Linked DNA regions of Rattus norvegicus: region 1 is linked to region 2. The links are chromatin contacts, called in public Hi-C maps. All regions are on one chromosome and are shown on one strand. The core of a region is the stretch at or near the end of the contact, and the rest is flanking DNA. Distances in the headings are between cores, read along the strand shown.

Evidence for each region. Hi-C and Micro-C count contacts between places; a contact is called where the count stands out from the background.
Region 1: a contact with region 2 is called in a Hi-C map of Schwann cells, with 4 times the contacts expected there. The contact joins two enhancer-like sites. A contact is called at or near these places in 3 of 12 Hi-C or Micro-C datasets (Schwann cells, hepatocytes and prefrontal cortex) and 1 of 1 datasets of contacts at active chromatin or transcription factors (oligodendrocytes).

The regions. Positions count from the first base shown.
Region 1 is chr11:56,736,514-56,741,790 of GRCr8, reverse strand. No RefSeq gene overlaps it. Among named protein-coding and RNA genes, the nearest start is that of Tmem30c, 30 kb to the right of the region's middle. Within about 2 kb of position 2,135, at least 17 of the 93 cell types and tissues checked have an H3K27ac peak or open chromatin away from gene starts, as enhancers often do. A contact at or near this core is called in Schwann cells, where this site is marked.
Region 2 is chr11:56,597,373-56,602,434 of GRCr8, reverse strand. All of the region lies in intron 1 of Cmss1 (cms1 ribosomal small subunit homolog), which reads right to left. The region is part of intron 1 of Filip1l (filamin A interacting protein 1-like); the gene reads left to right. Among named protein-coding and RNA genes, the nearest start is that of Filip1l, 46 kb to the left of the region's middle. Within about 2 kb of position 2,109, at least 21 of the 93 cell types and tissues checked have an H3K27ac peak or open chromatin away from gene starts, as enhancers often do. A contact at or near this core is called in Schwann cells, where this site is marked.

The DNA.
Region 1 (5,277 bases), core at 886-3,385, 140 kb before region 2:
TGTACACGGATACACCTGATGCTAACAGAGAGAACAAGATAAACAAAAGTGAAGACAAACTAAGCCAGAGAATGAGAAGGAGCCGGCAGATTAGAACTTATTGCCAAACTTAGTTGAGGCCAAACAGAGCAATTCAGTGAGAAGCCAAGAGAAGCCAGCTTGAATCAGTCAGCTTGGAGAGGAGTTTTAGCAACAACATCTGAGTTGAACTAGCCAGCCAGTGTTCAGAAAGAGCAAGAAAGGGTGAGTTAATTCAATAGTAAGCCTTGGAGATGACAATTACATCTGTCAAATAAAAGTTACATTTGCAAGTAAGTAAATGTGGATTGAATTTAAGTTTCCTAATTTCCCTTGATGTTTCCCAGAAAAGCTAATTATATTCTTTAGACCTAGAGACAGCAAACAAATTCCTTCCCATTTATAGAACCTGGAGGACTTTAACTGCATACCAAGGCCAGGAAATTTAGCAGTCAACAAATTGAATGTATGTAAATCTAATTGTCTAAAGTCATCCAAACACTGTAAATAAATCATCCTATTTTTGGTATCAACACTGTACCCATTGTATATCATCTGTACTCTTGCCACTATTTATATTTTATGATTTTTTATAATTTTAAAAATTATATTATTTATTTACTGTGTGTGTGCATGAGAACGTACATAAGGGTCAGAGGACAACAATCTCTCCTTATCACGTGGGACCCAGGGATCTCACTAGTCTTGGCAGCAATAGTCTTGATTCACTGAGCCATCTCAGTGGCTCTATGCTAGACTTCTTAAGAGCAAATTCTAGACATTGTGATTTCACCTATAAATACACTAGTCTTTTGAGTAAAAAACAAAACATAACCATAATGCTGGTACTGTTATCGAAGTGAATTAGTACTCTCATCTCCTTTGGTCTAAAATTTACTATTTGAAATTTTAGTTCTTTATGTTATGTGTATGGATATTTTGTCTGCATGCATATGTCTATGCATCCTGTGTGTGCCTGGTGCCCACAGAAACCAGAAGAGGGCATTGGATCCCAGGACTGGAGTTATAGACAGTTGTGAACTACCATGAGGATCCTCTGAAAGAATAGCTTAACTGCTGCTCCGTCTCTCCAGCCGCTGGTCTACAGTCTGTTTAAACATCTCCATTCTGCACCAAAGGTACCATTGTCTTGATGCTGTCCTCAATTTGTTCCTTACCTTTTATTTGCAATTTCATTTCACTTGCACAGGAGGGCAGAGGAGGAGTTTTCTGTTTTTCCTAGAGTCTTTAATTTGGGCTACTGACACAGTTCTTATTAGATCCTTGAAAATGACTTTATTAAAGGGTCACAAACAAGGGAGATGGGTGACGAGAAGAGGAGGCCATGAAAGAGGCCGCTGGACATTTGGTATATCACAAAGTCCTTTCCTTGAGTCAGTTAACTTTTCAGTTTTAGTTTGGGGAGGATATTTGACCCCATGGAATTAGGAGTTCTTACATTTGCCAAATTGCTGAGGCCAGTGAATATCCTCATAAAAACGTGTCCAAATTTGGGGCCACAGAGGAGTCTCTGTGTGAGTTATTGCTCCTGAAACTTCCACACAGCTGTCTGTGGAGAGGGAGGGATGGAGGTCAGGTTTCTTGGATGAGCTGCAGTCAGTTTTCTGAGGATGTGGTTGATCCCAGAAAATACACAGCTAATTTATAAGAGGCTCGGAAGAAGGCAGCTGCCTTGAAGAAAACACACTGAGAATTCTAGAGGTCAAGAAAAGACCTCAATTCTTATGGGAAATTCTTACTGCTGTGTACCAAAGAAGTCTGTAGGAAACCATGGGGCGTCTGAAAGCTCCTGAAAATGCTATGTTACTTTACCTCTTAGACAAAAGGAGTGGAAAGGCAGCAATCTTTAAATACAAACTCTGCTCCATACCGGCTGGAAGGAAGGCCCTCCTCCCTCTGGCACTCACGTATCCCAGGATTTAACCGTTCTTTTCAGTTTAACAGAGTCCAACAGGGTAGATGCATACATCAGTAAATTCTTATATGTGAATTATTTTCATAGTCTTTGAATCTTTAGAAGCTAATAAATCACATTAAACAGAGCCCTAGATTATCTGTCTTCCTTTTTAATGCCTCTGCAAGACCATGCATTATCTCACAGGATCGGAATGTGACAGATTCTATTTTGAATCTTCCAACGACTCTTTTCACTTAGCCTTTCTGAGACCCAGAGTTGAAAAGAATTTGTGCAACCACGAGTCACCCCCCCCCCCCCCCCAGTTCACTGGGCCTTTCAGTTCTGGTTTCAAAGAGGTCAGTGTCTTCTTCAGAGCCATGTAGACACTTGAGCATGTTCTCAGGAGAATGCAATCCTTGTGCTGAGAACTTATCTACAGAGAATCCTTCACAGAGCTCTATCTAGTGATATAGAGTCTTGTCTGTGGCCAAAAGATGCTCTAAGCACTTAAAGACCAGGACTGTTTCAGTGAACCCAATAAACCCTAATTAATGAGACTTACCATTGACACGAAGACTGCCTAGTTCTGATGAAACTAGCAAGACAGAAGTCTTAAAAAAATGTATGCTGCCCAAACTTGTTAGGATATACAGCTGGAAGATATATTCATCGTCATCCTCCCCTGCCTCTGTTGTGTGTGTGAGTGGGGGCGGGTGTTGATAGTGGAAAGTATGGTGTGCCTGTGTGATAGCCACAGTCCTGTCTCGGTAAATCTGACTATTTTAGCTATCTCATTAGGGAAATCTTCCAGTGCGTGTCTTGTTTCTGTAACTGGCTTGTGTCAGATGTGACAGTGTCCTCATTGCTCAACCCTCTTTTCCAGTTTCCATCCCTTCTTTAAGAACTCACTCCCACTTCTTTGCACAGACACCTGGCTAACTTTTTGGCCACTGCTATGAGCATGTACACGAAAATGTGTTTTCAGATCTTGCTTTCTAATAGTTTTTTTTAACTTATGTGTATAGGTGGTTTGCAATTTATAGATAAAATTGTCTTCAAAAGGCCATAGAAAATCACGCAGGTGATAACTGTACCTGTTGGCCTCATCTTAGATGTCATTTATTCTGACATGAAATTCTTGCTTTTTCACCAGTCTTGTGAGACAAGTTGTCTTGGTTCCTTTTCCTGTTGCTGCGATAAAATACTCTGACCAAAGCTACTTAAGGTATAAAAACTTTATTTTGCCTTACAGTTCATGTATACAGTGCACCATGATGGGAAAGTCAACCGCAGGAACTGGTCACATTGCACCCATAGTCAGGAGACAGAGAATGGAGTCCTCAGCTCACTTCCTGCATTTTATACAGTTTGGGGAACACTGCCAGGAGCCGTGGCCAAGCCTTTCTACCTCAATTAACCTAAGAAAGCCTTCACCGGCTTTTCTAGAGGCTAGCCTACACTTCCGTCCCACCTAGGTATGAGTGGAGGCTTGTCTCCTAGGTGTGTCAAGTTGGTCGTGTTAACCACTACACAGCACTCGGCTTCTCTTGAAAGCGATTTAGTAAGGAGGCACATCACTCGAGAATGTCAGGGAGAGGTTTCTGTTTTTGTTTTGTTGTTTTGTTTTTTTAATGCAGATACATAGTTTCCCCAACACCCTTTGTTAAAAGACTCTTTCCCTTTACAAAACAGTTTTAGCTTTGGTTGCAAGTCTTCCAATCATATATGTGAGAGGTTATATATTCAACGATTGAATTGATGATCTGTGTCTGTAGGAATTACCATGGTGGTGAATTCTTTTTCGTTTTTCTTTTTGGTTATCTGAAATCAGAATGTGAGACCTCTTTTGTGTGGCGGCTTCTTCTTCTTCTCCTCCTCCTCCTTCTCCTTCTCCTTCTCCTTCTCCTTCTCCTTCTCCTCCTCCTCCTCCTCCTTCTCCTCCTCCTCCTTCCTCTTCTATTTCCAGATTATATTGGCTATTTAAGGCTCTTTGAGATTCTATGTAAATTTAGGCTAGATTTTCCTATTTCTGTACAAAATGCCACTATGGTGCTGATAGGATCAGCAGATCACCTTGAATAATCTTTTAATAAGCATTAAACCTTTTTTTTTTTTTTTTGGTTCTTTTTTTCGGAGCTGGGGACCGAACCCAGGGCCTTGCGCTTCCTAGGTAAGCGCTCTACCACTGAGCTAAATCCCCAGCCCCGCATTAAACCTTTTTAAGAAAAAAATTTATTAGTACACTGTAGCTGTCTTCAGACACACCAGAAGAGGGCATCAGATCTCATTATAGATGATTGTGAACCACCATGTGGTTGCATCTGAACTCAGGACTTCTGGAAGAAGGCTCTTAACTCCATCTCTCCAGCCCCCAACATTAAGCCTTTTACTCAATAAACTTGTTGCTGTCTTTTTCCAGTGTTTTATAGTTTCCAGTGTAAAATTGTTATTTCCTTGTTTTTGCCTCCTATTTGTGATACTGTGGGTTGAAATTTTTGTAAATTCCTTTTTGGAATTGTTATTGCCAAAGTTTAAAAAATATAGCTGTTTTTTTGTGTGTATGTTGCATCTGGCAGCTTTGCTGAATTTCTTAGTTTTGGTGTGTGTGCACGGGCATGAGAAATCTTTTCTGCATGTAGGATCCTGTTGATGAAATCGTTTGGGAAAGGTTAGGAAGTGTGGCCTTGCTGCGGCAAGTGCATCGCTCAGGGTAGGCTTTGAAGATTCAGAAGACTCGTGCCATTTCCAGTGTGCTCTCTGCTCCCTGTTTGTGGACAGAGATGTGAGCTCTCAACTGCTGCTCCATCTCCACGAACCGGCCTGCCCCCCTGCCTGCCTGCCCCCCTGCCTGCCTGCCCCCCTGCCTGCCTGCCGCCTTGCTCCCTGCCATGATGGTGATGAACTATTATCCCTTTGAATCATACATAAGCTCCAAATAAACCATTCTTTCTCTAAGTTGCCTTATATAATGGAATAATTTCACTTCTATCATGGTATTTGATCACAGCAAAAGTAAGACTAAGTTTTTTCGAGGCCTTTTCTCAAGAAAGTAACTGAAATTTGTTAAAATCTCTTTCTACATGAATAGAAATGATCATATACCATGGCTTTGATTCATGGGCTTTGTGTAAAGATAACTGAGAAAGGCCTTAGCATATTGGAAATGATAATTGTTGTATGAAACTGGTCTTTCTCATAGTTCTTGGTGAGGCCCCGCACTGTTATCAGAAGCAGCAGTAAGATCAATGTATTTTCCTTCCCTCATGTGCCCAGCAAAGTTTAGTAATAGCTGAGGGCAGCTTCCTTTCTTAATAGGAACTGGAGGGGAAATCAAATCAATT
Region 2 (5,062 bases), core at 860-3,359:
TGCTTTATATAGCAACAGCAAAGTGACAAGCCCATGGCCACTCAGGAGCCTGTGGAAGTGCTAAGAAGGGACAGGAAGAGGGGGCGATGGCACAGTTTATTCTGTTTGAAGAGGGACCCCTATTTTGGGTCAAATTGTGAACGTAGGAAATTTTCCCATTTCTTAGATGATATCTGGAAATGAAGGCAGACTCTGGGTGAAAAACTCCCATATTCTGTGTGGCTGTTTCTCAGTGGGCCTGTGAGGGTTAATCAGACTCCATGTTTGCCCTTCTGCACAAAAGTGCCCCTGAGTAAGAAGTCTGTTTGGGACACATACTTTTCAGGTGTTTCTCTGTAGAAAGAAAACAGTCTCTTGAAGCAGAATATCCTTGGAGTAAATAGTATGACCGTCTATGAATATAGTCATAAGGAAACCTTCATGGTCTACCCCAGGATTTCAGAATTCCATCTGGACCCCGGGTGGTTAACAAGCAGTTTCACATTATTCTTGCTTTAATCACCACTACCCACGACATCGCCAAAACATTTATTTAGTCTGTTTTTAATCTCACCACATGGCAATGACTGCCCACATAAACAAAACACTTTAGCACTATACGAATTCTTTGCAACGGAGACCCCTGGAGGGAGAGAAATGTGTAACTGCTACCTGAACCATACTGAATTTTCTGTAAGTGATTTCATAAGTGAGTGATTGACTCTCATTCACAAAGGGAGGAGGAGCAATAAAATCTCCAAAAAAGTTGTGGAAGGACATTTTGGGTTTACACACATGCCACAGAAAATCGTGAGAGCTCTGGCAGCTCCTAACTGTCACGAGACTAGATACAATGCAGCTGTGGAGAAATAGGGAGGGAAGAGAGACAAGAATTTCTTTCGGTGTAAAAGTCAGGTATGTTCCCCACACTGTCCATGGTGGAGGTTAAAGTATGCCTTAGAATCATCTAGAGGATTTCTGAGTAGTGATTTTCAACTTGCAGGGGCAAAAAGATTGGCTAGCTCATTCCCACCCCAGAGATTTGGATTCAGTGGTAACTATGGGCCTGGATAATGTGCATTTTTGATGCTGATACCTGATACACACAGGATCAGCTCACATTCTGAGCAACAAAGAGGCAGCATCCGCAGCAAATTGCCAGTAAAATATCACACGAACTGCTCAATGTGTCTCTCCACCACAGTACTGTCTATACATCCCCACCTTACAGTGTATTCCTTTAATCTCATCCTCCTCAATGTCATTAGACACTGTATGTAAGGCTTCATAACACACAGCACACAGCACCAGACTTTGCTATGCACATGGCTTGGGTGTGTGCATAACATATATTTGTAGATAGACCTTGCACAAGCAGTATCAAAATTAGATTTTTGTTTGTTTATTTGGGTTCCTTACTTTTTATTCAAACGTTTGATTTCCAAACTATTTACTATGTGAAAATTCAGCAGAATCTCTTCAAAAATTAGCTGTTTGGTCATGTGAGTCATATGTGGTAGATTACAACATGGAACTTACTAGAAGTATTCTTATACATGAATGCCACCTGCCAGCCTGCCCTTAATGACTGTGACGTTAGAGAAAAGCACCAAAAGGAAATCATGTATACCATATGAATTGTGAACGTTTTCCAAGTCTCTGGTCAGTGTCTTTCTTCCTTCATTCCGGACCTATGGAGAATTAGGAGAACCTTAAGGACGTTCTGTGAGCCTAATACTGGGATGTAATGATTAAAACTAAAAGAATGGAAACCAGCTATGCCATAAACTAAGTCAACAGCCCAAGTGCACTGAATCCTGGCAAATTACATTGGTCCTACACCTGAGAAGTGGTGTCGAAGTTAAAGAAAAAGAAGCATCATGTACTGTATCTGTGTGAGGCTGTTGGGAAGGGAAGTTGGAAAAAGCCAGTGGAAGCCCAGAGTTGGTGACAAATTGGTCCTTTAAGATACACAGGAAATACTCAGAGGTTTCTGTCTGTTTAGTAAGTTAAACTGCACAGCAGAATTCATGAAATGTTTACTTTGATACATCCTCCTCCTTCCCAATCCATGAAATCCCAAATACATTCCCAGAAGACAGCTCAGTAGCCTTAAAAGGAAAGAGTCCTTGGAGGCTGAGAGCAGACTTCAGACTCACTTTCAAAGTCCCCATTGTTTCTGGGCCTTAGAGAACAGACAGGCTGAAAGAAAAACAACTCTGAACAATGCCTCCACCAGCCCTTCCAGAAGCGTAAGTCAGTTGGGTCTGAGAGAATTTAGAAGCAGTTTTTTTTTTCCACCCTCCAGTGTGAACACTCGGTACCGGCAGTAAGGGCTCTGACAGATCTCACTTCTAAGTTCTGGGGACACACATGTAGCATGATTTTCACATCTGGTTAGACTGATTCGTATTCTCAAATACCAGAACACATCAGTCCATCTTGAAATGCTCCATTTTTACAGAAAGAAATGTCATGTTTTCAAAATTTGTTTTGTTTCTGCCTCATGCTCAGAGTTTTGGTGAAGTTTTATATGGGTGACTTCTTTTCTAATCTTGCAAACTATATCTAATAAATAAAATAACGACCATGAGCCAAGTCTCCAAATTAAAGTAACCCTTCAAGATGGTCAGACTCTGGGTTAGTAGATATTCTGATCGGAATATTGTTTATAGCTGTTCAGGGTGAGGCAGAAGCTCAAAGGTGTTTAACTCTGGTTAGACTTGCTTATAAAGAAGAAAGGAATTTAAAGTGAGAAATCACAATCACCATGTTTGGAGTTGCTCGTCAGATGGCATGCTGCCAATTCACAAAATGGTAGAGACACACTATCATTTACAGCACAAACAGCCACGTATACAGTAACAGTCCTCTCATTCTTCATGGTAGGCCATGATTACTGTTCTGCTGAGAGTGGAGACAACGTTACATTTCCTATAAAGGAAAAATTATATTGGAGGAAAAAGAAAAATAAGAGGAGGTAGTATGGGTGACTTGTAAACAGGTGGTACAAGTGGAGTTCTAGGGTGAGCTGGCTTAAGAGTCAGCGAGTAGTGAATGTGGAGGAAAGAAAGAACAGTGGGAGCCAAGTCTCCGTTACAACTACAGCTCAGGGTCCTCTGCGAGGCCCCTGCAATCTCATCTTGAGGATACACCTTCCCCACCCGGGCAGGCTGAGGTCTAACTGCCTGGAGTGCATGCTCCCCTCCTTAGCCTTCCTTTCCTTTTCTCTGAACTCCTCCTCCATTACACACTGAGCCACACACTGAGGCTCTTAGTCATGTGGGCTGCATTTTAAGTCAGTGACTTCATACATGTGTAATCTACCTCACTAACCAGAAAGTAACTTTGCGAATGGAGGCTCACTGGTTCAATTCAGCCTGCATACATGTTTGCTTGGCCCACTTGATGCATTTGAAGAACTGGAATTAGTTGCTAGCCTCCCCTGCTTCCTCCCAGAATCAGGAGGTGGAACACACACAAAATCTGGGTTTCTGATGTGTCTTGGGAAACCGGAAGCTCTAATGCTGTTGGGCCAGCATTCCGGGTTGTTTCAAATGACCTGAGGCTCTTCAGATGTGACTGAGCTGCCACTTTGACTTTGTCCCAGTCTCTCCTGGGCCTGTTTCCTTCTTGCTCACTCCCAGAACGCCTGCTCTTACGGCTGTTTAGATCTGTGACCTCTGACCTGTATTCTACATCTACAGAGGACAAAGCCTTTATCTTCATCTTCCTGGAGTCTAGCACAGTGCTGTTGATGTGTCAGGTGTGAAAGCACTTCTTCCTCAAAGTTCAAAAGCAAAGAAGCATATGTTTAGAAGTGACAGATCATAAAAATGAGGATAAAAAGAAGCAAATGACAAACGTGCTTTTCACTGTCTCCAAACGGATGTCGAAGGGTAGACCCTGTTCTGTTGTAGCTTCAGAGGACGGTAACTTTTAAATCCCTGTAAGAGGATTTAAAAAGGCCATGTGTTTGAATGCTAGCTTCCCTGACTCCCTGGTGGGTTTCAGTCTTTCGGCGATGAAGTGGAGTTTCAAGCTGTACTCCGCAGTGCTGACGAAGTAGCAGAGCGATTGCCCCAAAGCAGTCCTATTTCCCATCTATCTGTGAAATCTCAAAGGAAAATTGCAAGAATGTTGCTCAAGACCTTCCATGGATTTCTACCAGATGCCTTGCTGCAGCTGCAGCTGACTATGGCACTCAAGTATGAGCTGGGTTAGGAGGACAGGGTTCCCTCAGTGTTAAACAGGCTTCAGGACCACACCAGCTTCAGAGAATCCCAGGAATGTTGGGGCTTGCCTGCAATTTCAGTGCGCTGGAGGCTGAGGCAGGGAGATCACCAAGTTCAAGGACAGGCGGAGTCATATATATAGTCAAGCTCATTCGCCAAAGAAGGGAAGGAACTTCGAGTACTTCAGTGGAACCTTGCTCCCCCCAAGCTTGCAAAGAGTCCTGGGTTTGATCCTGTTAGCTTCTGATGACACTGAGACTCAAGAGAAGACTTGCTTTTAACTGTGTTCTAAGGAAAGACATTTTTCAGCATCTGCCTTCTGATGAAATTTTAGGGCCAGCGCTTCTAAGTTTGAGGACAACTGAACTGAGGTGGTGACAAGGTGCTCAAGATGTCAGAGGATAAAAAGATGATAGAGACTTCTTGACCTGTTTGTTTTGGAAATCTGTACATGAACTGCAAGCCAGAGGAACCAATGCCCAAGCAGTTAGCATTTTGGGTTTGCATAGCTCCAGCTGCCAGGACAGAGAGGAGGTCACTAATGGGAAGTCTGCAGGAACATCCAAGAACAAACATCGCCCTCACTGATTATTGGGCAAACTGTCTCCGCCTACTTGCGGAAGTGACCTCATGAAAACCATACCCATATAAGAGTGGAACTGGGCAGTTTCACTCCCCAAACAGGTCTTATCAAGTTTCTGAAACCCCGGCTCTGCTCAGTATCCTGTGTTGTGCTGGGGGAGAGGCAGTTGGGTAGACCGGGTAACAGCTTAGACTCTTGGATCTGACAGAAATGAAAGCAGCCCTGCTTTGTAAACCAAACTGTAAAGGAAGTCAAGCAATGTCCT